Regions from separate parts of the Mus musculus genome. Here region 1 is linked to region 2. A link is a contact called in public HiChIP or PLAC-seq data. All regions are on one chromosome and are shown on one strand. Each heading gives the region's core, a stretch centred on a gene start, on an enhancer-like site or on the middle of the called end of the contact. The rest is flanking DNA. Distances are from core to core; before and after follow the strand shown.

The links. HiChIP or PLAC-seq counts read pairs in DNA pulled down with a chosen protein or histone mark.
Region 1: a contact with region 2 is called in an H3K27ac HiChIP or PLAC-seq map of hepatocytes, with 6 times the contacts expected there. The contact joins two enhancer-like sites. A contact is called at or near these places in 1 of 484 Hi-C or Micro-C datasets (liver) and 1 of 115 datasets of contacts at active chromatin or transcription factors (hepatocytes).

What each region holds. Positions count from the first base shown.
Region 1 is chr4:15,924,966-15,928,796 of GRCm38.p6, forward strand. All of the region lies in intron 5 of Decr1 (2,4-dienoyl CoA reductase 1, mitochondrial), which reads right to left. Among named protein-coding and RNA genes, the nearest start is that of Mir6400, 16 kb to the right of the region's middle. Within about 2 kb of position 1,811, at least 10 of the 459 cell types and tissues checked have an H3K27ac peak or open chromatin away from gene starts, as enhancers often do. A contact at or near this core is called in hepatocytes and liver, where this site is marked.
Region 2 is chr4:15,137,086-15,141,276 of GRCm38.p6, forward strand. Necab1 (N-terminal EF-hand calcium binding protein 1) reads right to left here. Exons shown (of 13, transcript NM_178617.4): 2 at 3,140-3,164. Among named protein-coding and RNA genes, the nearest start is that of Necab1, 10 kb to the right of the region's middle. Within about 2 kb of position 2,221, at least 3 of the 459 cell types and tissues checked have an H3K27ac peak or open chromatin away from gene starts, as enhancers often do. A contact at or near this core is called in hepatocytes and liver, where this site is marked.

The sequences.
Region 1 (3,831 bases), core at 561-3,060, 790 kb after region 2:
CCAAAAATATAAAAGTTGCCTTGGCCACAGGGTCTCTTCACAGCAATGAAACCCTAAGACACTGTTTTTGGGATGGCCAGTCTGCACTATCTGCAATTCTTTACCTAGTCTGTCAATACAAAGACCGAAATTTAAGAGACACATTCCATGGCCAAGAATATCTTCAATATAAAGAAATCAGAATTAAATTATCAAGGACTTCTACCTCTAGCCATGATGGACTCTTATACATCACTATAACTGTGCAAGAGATACAGATCCTGTCACTGCCGGCCACCTTACAGCAGGTAGAGAAGGAACGGCATCATGATATGATAAGCCTAACAGCATCTTAGAATTTCTGGCTGAGAAGCGGCTCTGAGAAGGGAAGTGCACAGGAACAGGGCTCGAGCACTTTTCATAGAGTCTCCCTGAGTGTGTGCTGATTCCCCATTGTGAAACCGAGGAAAAGTGCCCATGGAATCTAGAAAAAGGCAACTGCTATCACAGCACTGAACTGGACGGTGTCTCTAAAGGCTCACAAAGGGCTGGGAGACGGAGAGGCGGCAAGCTTCCTAACTGGCATCCAAAGCCTTCGGCAGTCAGCTCAGAAGAATCATACTGAAGGGCTAAGTTAGACTCAAAGGAAAGCTACTATACCCACCCAAATAAACTTTACAAATGAGTTGTAAAATGATCATGTACTCAGAGTAACTGCTTCCTCATGTAAGATGTAACACTTCAAAGGAAAACTCAAAAGCCAGGCTTTGTGCTCACACTGAATTAGAAACGTGGGCAAACCCAATTAATAGAGTCAAAACATGACCAGCAGATACAATTAGCATGGAATGACCTTTGTAACAGTACGATAAACTTGATAAAAAAGATTTCAAAGAAACATGTTAAAAGAGTTCAAGGAAGGCCATTATATAAGCATGTGGGTAAAGGAGCCTGTTACCAAGCCTGACAACCAGCGTTCAACCAACCCCTGGAACCCACAGAGTAGAAAGGGAGAAGCTGATTCTGAAAGTTGTCCTTTGACCTCACTCACTCATTGCATCCAAACACACACACACACACACACACACACACACACGCATACAAATAAGTAAAATGAAATACTAAAAATAATTAAAAATACCAAAATAGAAACAACATATACAGCAGAAAATATAATATCTGAAATTTTAAAATTAAAGGAAGGAGCTTAGCTGTGGAAGATCTTCAATGAAGGCACAATAAAAACTACCGAGTACAAAGGTCACAGGGGAAACAGTTAAAAATAAGCCAAAGACTGGAACATGGAATATGGGGCATTCGAGTAGAATTTATGTATAACTGGAGATCTGGAAGGAAGAAATATAGACTGAAAAAAAATCTAAGTTGGTAGAAAAAAAAAAACTATAAATTACAGTTTCTAGGAGAAAAACAAATGCCAAGAGGGGTGAACAGAAGGCAGAAACTGTAAAGGCAAGCAATGGGCCACCAGGACAGGGAGGACAAAGTAGCTTAGGGAGTATCTTCACCGAGCCCTCATCAGGGGCCACGGGAAAACAGTGACACCTTTAAGATTCTGAATCAAAAATCTCGTCAACTTTGAATTCCCAAACCAACAACAACAACAAAAAGTCCTGAAACTGAAGGTGCTGCCTCCAGCTCCCTCAATGCGAGAGTTCACAGCCCCTAATCTGCATCAGATAAAGTTAAAGCTTTAGCCTTGAGTTAATATTAGACAGAAACTCAGGTGGACAGAAGGATGACTGACACACCAGACATGTGGACAAACTGAAAGCATGCTCTCCTGGAATCAATTTCCTAAACTGACTATAAAGTTAGAGTCCAAAGTGACACCACACACAGACGGAGCGGCTGTGTCTGGGACATGGCAGAGTCTGGCTCAGTAACCTGAGTGCACTAAAAGTTGGAAGAGTGCTCTGGGTTACAAGAAACCTGATTTTCTACTTCTTAAACAGATATAATACTAGATATGAAAAAACTGTAAGTTCAATGTCTTAAAAGTATGATAAAACATACTTGCATGTTTTACAAAACTCATTTTAATCACTGTATCTTGGAAAGTGAGGTCTGGTGGTGCACACCTATAACCCCCCACTTTCAAGGCTGAGGCAAAAGCTGAAGGGTAGCCTGGGCTACATAATAAAACACTGCCTCAAACAACAGGAGGAAAGAAGGGATGAAGTGCTTTAAACTTGAAGGACCACAAAGAAAGCATTTTAGAGATCTTCCTCTCCTGCATATCATTAAGATTCTTACTGTCAGCCATATCTGAAAACAGAAACAACACTCGGCTCAGCCCCGAGAGTGTGGGGTGAGGAGGGTCCTGGAGGGTCCCTTGATGATATGCAAATAAGCAGGCTTCTGTTCGCCGTTCTCACATCTACATACACATCGAACTCTGCCTTTCAGATCTCTAAAATCGGTTTGTCTGCAAAATGTCCTTGTGTGAAAGACAAGGGGTGTGGATACTTAGTGGCCCCAGAGATCAGTACAGGGACAAGCAATTCCAGGCACATTTCTTTTTTAGTTATTCATAGCTGCTAACGTTGTATCACCGAATCTGTGCCTCAACTCTAGCTATTCTGCCCTCACCCCTCAACCCCACTTCTGTGCCGATCTCTACCCTGTCAGAAGCAAGAGTGCACTGGAAGCTGGTGTCCTCATCTTCACTGGACAGTTAGTCCATGACACTCCTAATCGACCTCCTAGGTGTTGGACTGCCTACATATTTTTGCTGAAGGATTACATGCATCCCATAAACCAACATCCAGGCTTACCCACATTGGCATGCTCGAGAGATCACAAGCACTTGAGACCCTCAACTGGTAATGAGGTACCAGCTTAGACACACAGAATTCAGAGTCTCCAACCCAGGACCCAGAATGTCAGGTCACAGGCTCAAAGGACAGGAAACTTGGAAGGACAGAAATGGGCCTCCTTCTTTTAAAGAGTCTTAACCTAATGCATTTATAATGAAGCAATAGAATTTTAATCCAATGTGAGGAGTAAAAATAGACTGAAGTCTGTGTTAAAATGAAAGACAATGAGAAGTGAGTCAGAAAACTAAAGATCCTAAGGATGAGCAAGGAAGAAATAAGAGATAATGAAGCAGAGAAAGAAAGTATCATGGAGACAGAAAGAAACAGAAAACCAAAAATGAAGAGTCTACAGGAGAAGGAGAAAGAAACAGGCAGGATCAGAAATTAGAGAGAGCATGAAAGAAAGAAAGAAAGAAAGAAAGAAAGAAAGAAAGAAAGAAAGAAAGAAAGAAAGAAAGGAGGAAAGAAAGAAAGGAGGAAAGAAAGGAAGAAAGGAAGGAGGAAAGGAAGGAAGAAAGGAAGGAAGAAAGAAGGAAAGAAAGAAAACAGAGAGAGAGAGCAGCAGGCAGGCAGAAGTCAGCTGACAATTCCAACTCCTTTCTCAAGTCTATCGATCTTTCTGGGGAAAAAAAATGAATCAGTAATAAAATAACAGTGTCACAAAAGTCCAGATCCAAATCACAGCTTCTTTGCTTATAGTGGAGAGATGGGTAAAGAATTATGCTGAGTGCTGAAGAAAGGAAGTCTCCATCTGTTGCAAAGTTGTTTCTATATTGATGCTAATTCTCCTTCCTCAAGAGGGGCTGCCCTGATGAGGAGCAGATCATACTCAGGTGATTCCATGTGGACCTCCCCCATGCTGACTGGTCAAACAAAGGTTAGAGTCTGTGATTGGGCAGTGGAAAGGAAAGGAGGGGCTGGAGGTTTTAGAGAGGAAGGAGAGAGAGAAACAGGAAGAAAGAAGAGGTGGAAGGAAGGAGTAGAACCATGTGGCCTGGAGGAACTGCATATAGCA
Region 2 (4,191 bases), core at 971-3,470:
AACAGAGTAGAGTGGCAGTTGCTGAGAGCTGGGCGTAGGAGAAATGGGGTGATGTTGTTAGAAAGATACAGACTTTCCAGTCATAAAATGAGCAGGTTCTGGGGATCTGCTGTGTGCTACGTGTGGTGATGAATGTGTTAATCAATTTGCTGCTAACCTTTGCACAATGAATACGTACAACCCAACATCATATCACATACCATTAATACATGCAATTAATAAAACATTAATAAATTAGCAAATTTAATTGCTAATTAAATTTCCTTAAATACAAATTATAAATATTTTCCAAATATTTAATAAATATCCATGCACTGTTTTTGTTGTCATTATGCCCAGGTGTGAGGAAGCATTTCTGTGTTTAATTTGGGGCTTCTCAGATCAAAGCACTAACATCTCCCCGAAGCAATACTCTTTCCAAGTCTGTCTTCCTGCTTAGAATCCTAGCCTGTGATTTCAAAACAACAACCAGACCAAAAAGTATCTCACCAAGACATCGTTATTATAGCTAATCCCTAATCATGTAGTTTCTCCCATTTATTTATCCTGTAGCTTTGCTTTTATGTCACATGGAGTCCAAATGCTAATTCTGTCCTCTGGCAGGCTGATTCCCATTCTGCTTACTGCTTCTCCTTCCTCTCATTATTACAGCAACAATTAAGCTGTCCACAAGGGTCTGTGTCATGTGAGAGTCCGTTCCCAAGAGAGCAAATGCACGTAATTGCTGTTTACTTGCAAACACAGATTACAATAAACACGTGGCCCGGAAAGGTGGCTGCTTCTGTATCTTCATACTTACACTCCATCTTACCCTCACCAATTTTCTTTTTCACTTCAGCATGCCTGGTAAATAGCTTTATGTTTTCTCTCTACCAAATCCCACTACAGAAGACATTATTGAAATGTCACCAGTTGCTTCATATAGTCAAGGCATCATGACACAGAAAGGACTCATAACTTGGAAATTAAGTTACTACTGTGTGTCAGACACTCCCCCGGTGGTTTTACGTACATCATCTCATTTATTATTTACAATGATTCCTGGCATCTGCAGAGCTACAGGGTGGAATAGCTGTGACTTATGCCCAGACCTGCTGGAGGCTAAGCATCTCTCGTCTTTACACTGAGAGTCAGAATGAAGAATAAGGTAGGGAGAAGGTAGAGGGGAATGAGCAGATCAAAGTGATGTATTGTGGCTAGAGTATCTTCATTACTAACTTATTAAACAACTGTCTACAAGTATAAAATACTTGCTGGGCATAATATTGACACAGAAGACAGATTTATGCCCTAGAGAAGCAAGCTTGGCTAAGAGAACTAGAATCTCTTAGGATCAACTTCAGCCCTCTACTGTACTGATCTATATATGTGGAAGAGTTAGGGACTCAGACAATGGGCGGGGGCCCTGCAGCATATGGATGACTTCCTAGACTTTTGCCATATGTAATATGTGGATATTCACAAACCACTAGAGAGGAATGTATAATAAACAGTTGTTAAGGCATGCAAGTATCATGGAATTGGACTAGTGGAGAAATTCTCAGGCAATTGTGTGGTTCAGAAGATTGTAGGGTAAATGCAAGCAAAGACTGAGAGTTAGGAGCTGGGAGAAGGTGGTTTTGATCATGTGTTAGAATCAAACACTATGAAAGTGAGTAGAAAACAGGAATCACGTTCAGGGGAGGAGATGTTGGAAATAAAGGATACATAGCTGATAGAACATGTGACTATGCTGGGTAGCATGAATTATAGAGCTATTATAGCCATTACATTTATTCATGTGCATTGATTTGACAGATGATTTTTGTCACGAATATGGAGTATGATAACTGGATTTTACTTTGGTTATGGAGTATGATAACTTTGATAGAAAGAGGAGTGATAGATATAAAGATAATGTCTAGCCTTAATCAGAGTCTTAAGGTCCAAGGAAACAAAAGATACCACCAGAAAGAACATGGAGCTTCAGTGGAGAGGGGACCAGGTATATTAGACCAGGCAGAAGCTGAAATACAAGGCAGCTGGCATAAGTACCAATGTGTCCCTGTGTTGTCGATCAGTGCTACTGGGACCAGATATTAAGCAAAGGGCTAAAAAATCAGATAGGAGGGCAAAATGAAAATATCCTCACTTCCATCTTCATGAGCAATAATACAAGGGAGCAAAGGGCATCATTGATTTGGTAACATTACAGTTGTTGCAACATAATTTGAAACAAGCTATTCTGATAGTCAGACCAAGGTTTATATGATGAAACTGGGGATGCTATTTCAGTGTTCCCTGGGTGGATGTTTGGTGTTGGCGAGAAAGGGGTATAATGAGAAAGCTCTTATGGGTCTGTGTTCTTAAGCACAAACTAGATACCATGTTGTAATGGTCAGATCTGACTGCAATCTTTCCTTGAATCTAAGAAGTGATATTTCAAGCATGGGAAAGAAGCTTTTGTATCCTGAAACCATTAAGCCACTTTTAACAGTAATATGCCTATATTGAAGTACTTAAGTAGAACAAACTTAATAAGCTCGGATTCTGTGGAATGAAATCTCTAATGGAATCAAGGAGTAAAAAATTACCCATGAGCTTATAATTGGACTTAGCAGAGCTGCCTCTAAATTTTCAGGGCAAATTTTTTATTTTTGGTTTGCTGCCTTTCACATCTCTCTACCTGTGGATGAGAGTTTCCCATGTTTCAGGCAAGAGTAAGCTGTAATGTTTCCAGGCAGCAATACCACAATGCCTTGGGAACTTCTTAGGCCACTATGAAATTGGTGGATGTTGGTACCAAGCAGATTTATGTTCAAAAACCTTGGTAGCTTAGAACTCTAAACAAAATTCATACACCAGTACACTCGATAAATTGAAGCTGCTATTGCTATACATTTTTTTCAAGCATTAAAGGGAGAAGTAACAGCTCACATATGATGGGACTTCAAAAGCATAAATCCCATCTTGCTGTCAAATTTGAATTCATCTGCCAACTTCTCATGAATATCTGTAGACATAAACATCAAAAATTATGACTATTGCTAAAATTGTATTTTTCACGTCCTTTTCTAGGACTTTCTACTTCCCTGCTCTTTAGAAAACAGTCTAATATATAATGAATTAATAAATAGAAATTGTAGAATTTGGGTCTTACCATTTTTGTCTGCTCTCCTCAGAATCTGGAAAGAAAAGAAGAAAAATGTTATCCTCTTTTTTTCTGCTGTGCTGGGGCTTAACTCACTTGCCTAGCATATGTGCAGCCCTAGGCTGAGTTTCTAGAATTGGCAGCAGAAAAAAAAAAAAAAGAAAGAAAAAGAAAAAAGAAAGAAAGAAAGAAAAAGAAAAAAAAAGAAAAGAAAAAAAAAGAAATCTTTTGTTCCTAAGTATTGCAATGAATGCTGTATTTACCCATCATTCATATATTGCTAAACAAATAAAACTCCTATGTTAAGTGAACATTTTCTACCTTCCTTTAAAAATATTCCCTCATCTGGAAAGAGCTCGAAAGTCCATCAACAGGTTAATTGATAAACCAAGTGTGAGATCAGTATAGTAAAGAACTAGTGGGCCATTTTAAAAAGAAACAACTCTCAAAAAAATTTTACGTATAAAAATTTGGTTGTATGTCAACATGATTAGGCTGAGTAGAAAACCGAGACACAAAAATGCCTCTGTATAAGTCCCTGTGTATACAGTTTTTAATTGCATGGTAATATTTAGTGACAGAAAGTAGATCAATGCTGTCTAACAATTGTCAAGGTTGAGAGCTATGGAGTATAAATGTATATCAGAAAACTGTCGAGGATAATAAAAATATTAAATTATCTCAAGTATAATTGCTTCTTTGTAAAGGGCACGAGTATTCACAGATTAGCACCAGAGAAACCAGGAATGTTAATCATGAAGCGATGTCTCCTCAGTGAAGGAAGTGTACACCTGCTTCCTACCCAGAGGGCTGGGAGTAAGTAAATGTTAATACCCTGGGGTCCTTTGCTCTCCATAGAGCTAGGCCTTACACAAATCCCCCAAAAGGTTTATCCCAGACTCTTCCTCCCTAGACCTCATCTTAGCTTTGTTTCTCAATCAACTGAATGCATCCTTAGGGGAGATGTCACATGTCAGATGACCTCTGTGCTATCTCAGAGACCACACCAGATCCCAGGCCCTTAAGCTATAGAACCCATCTTCATGTAAGAGAACACAGGA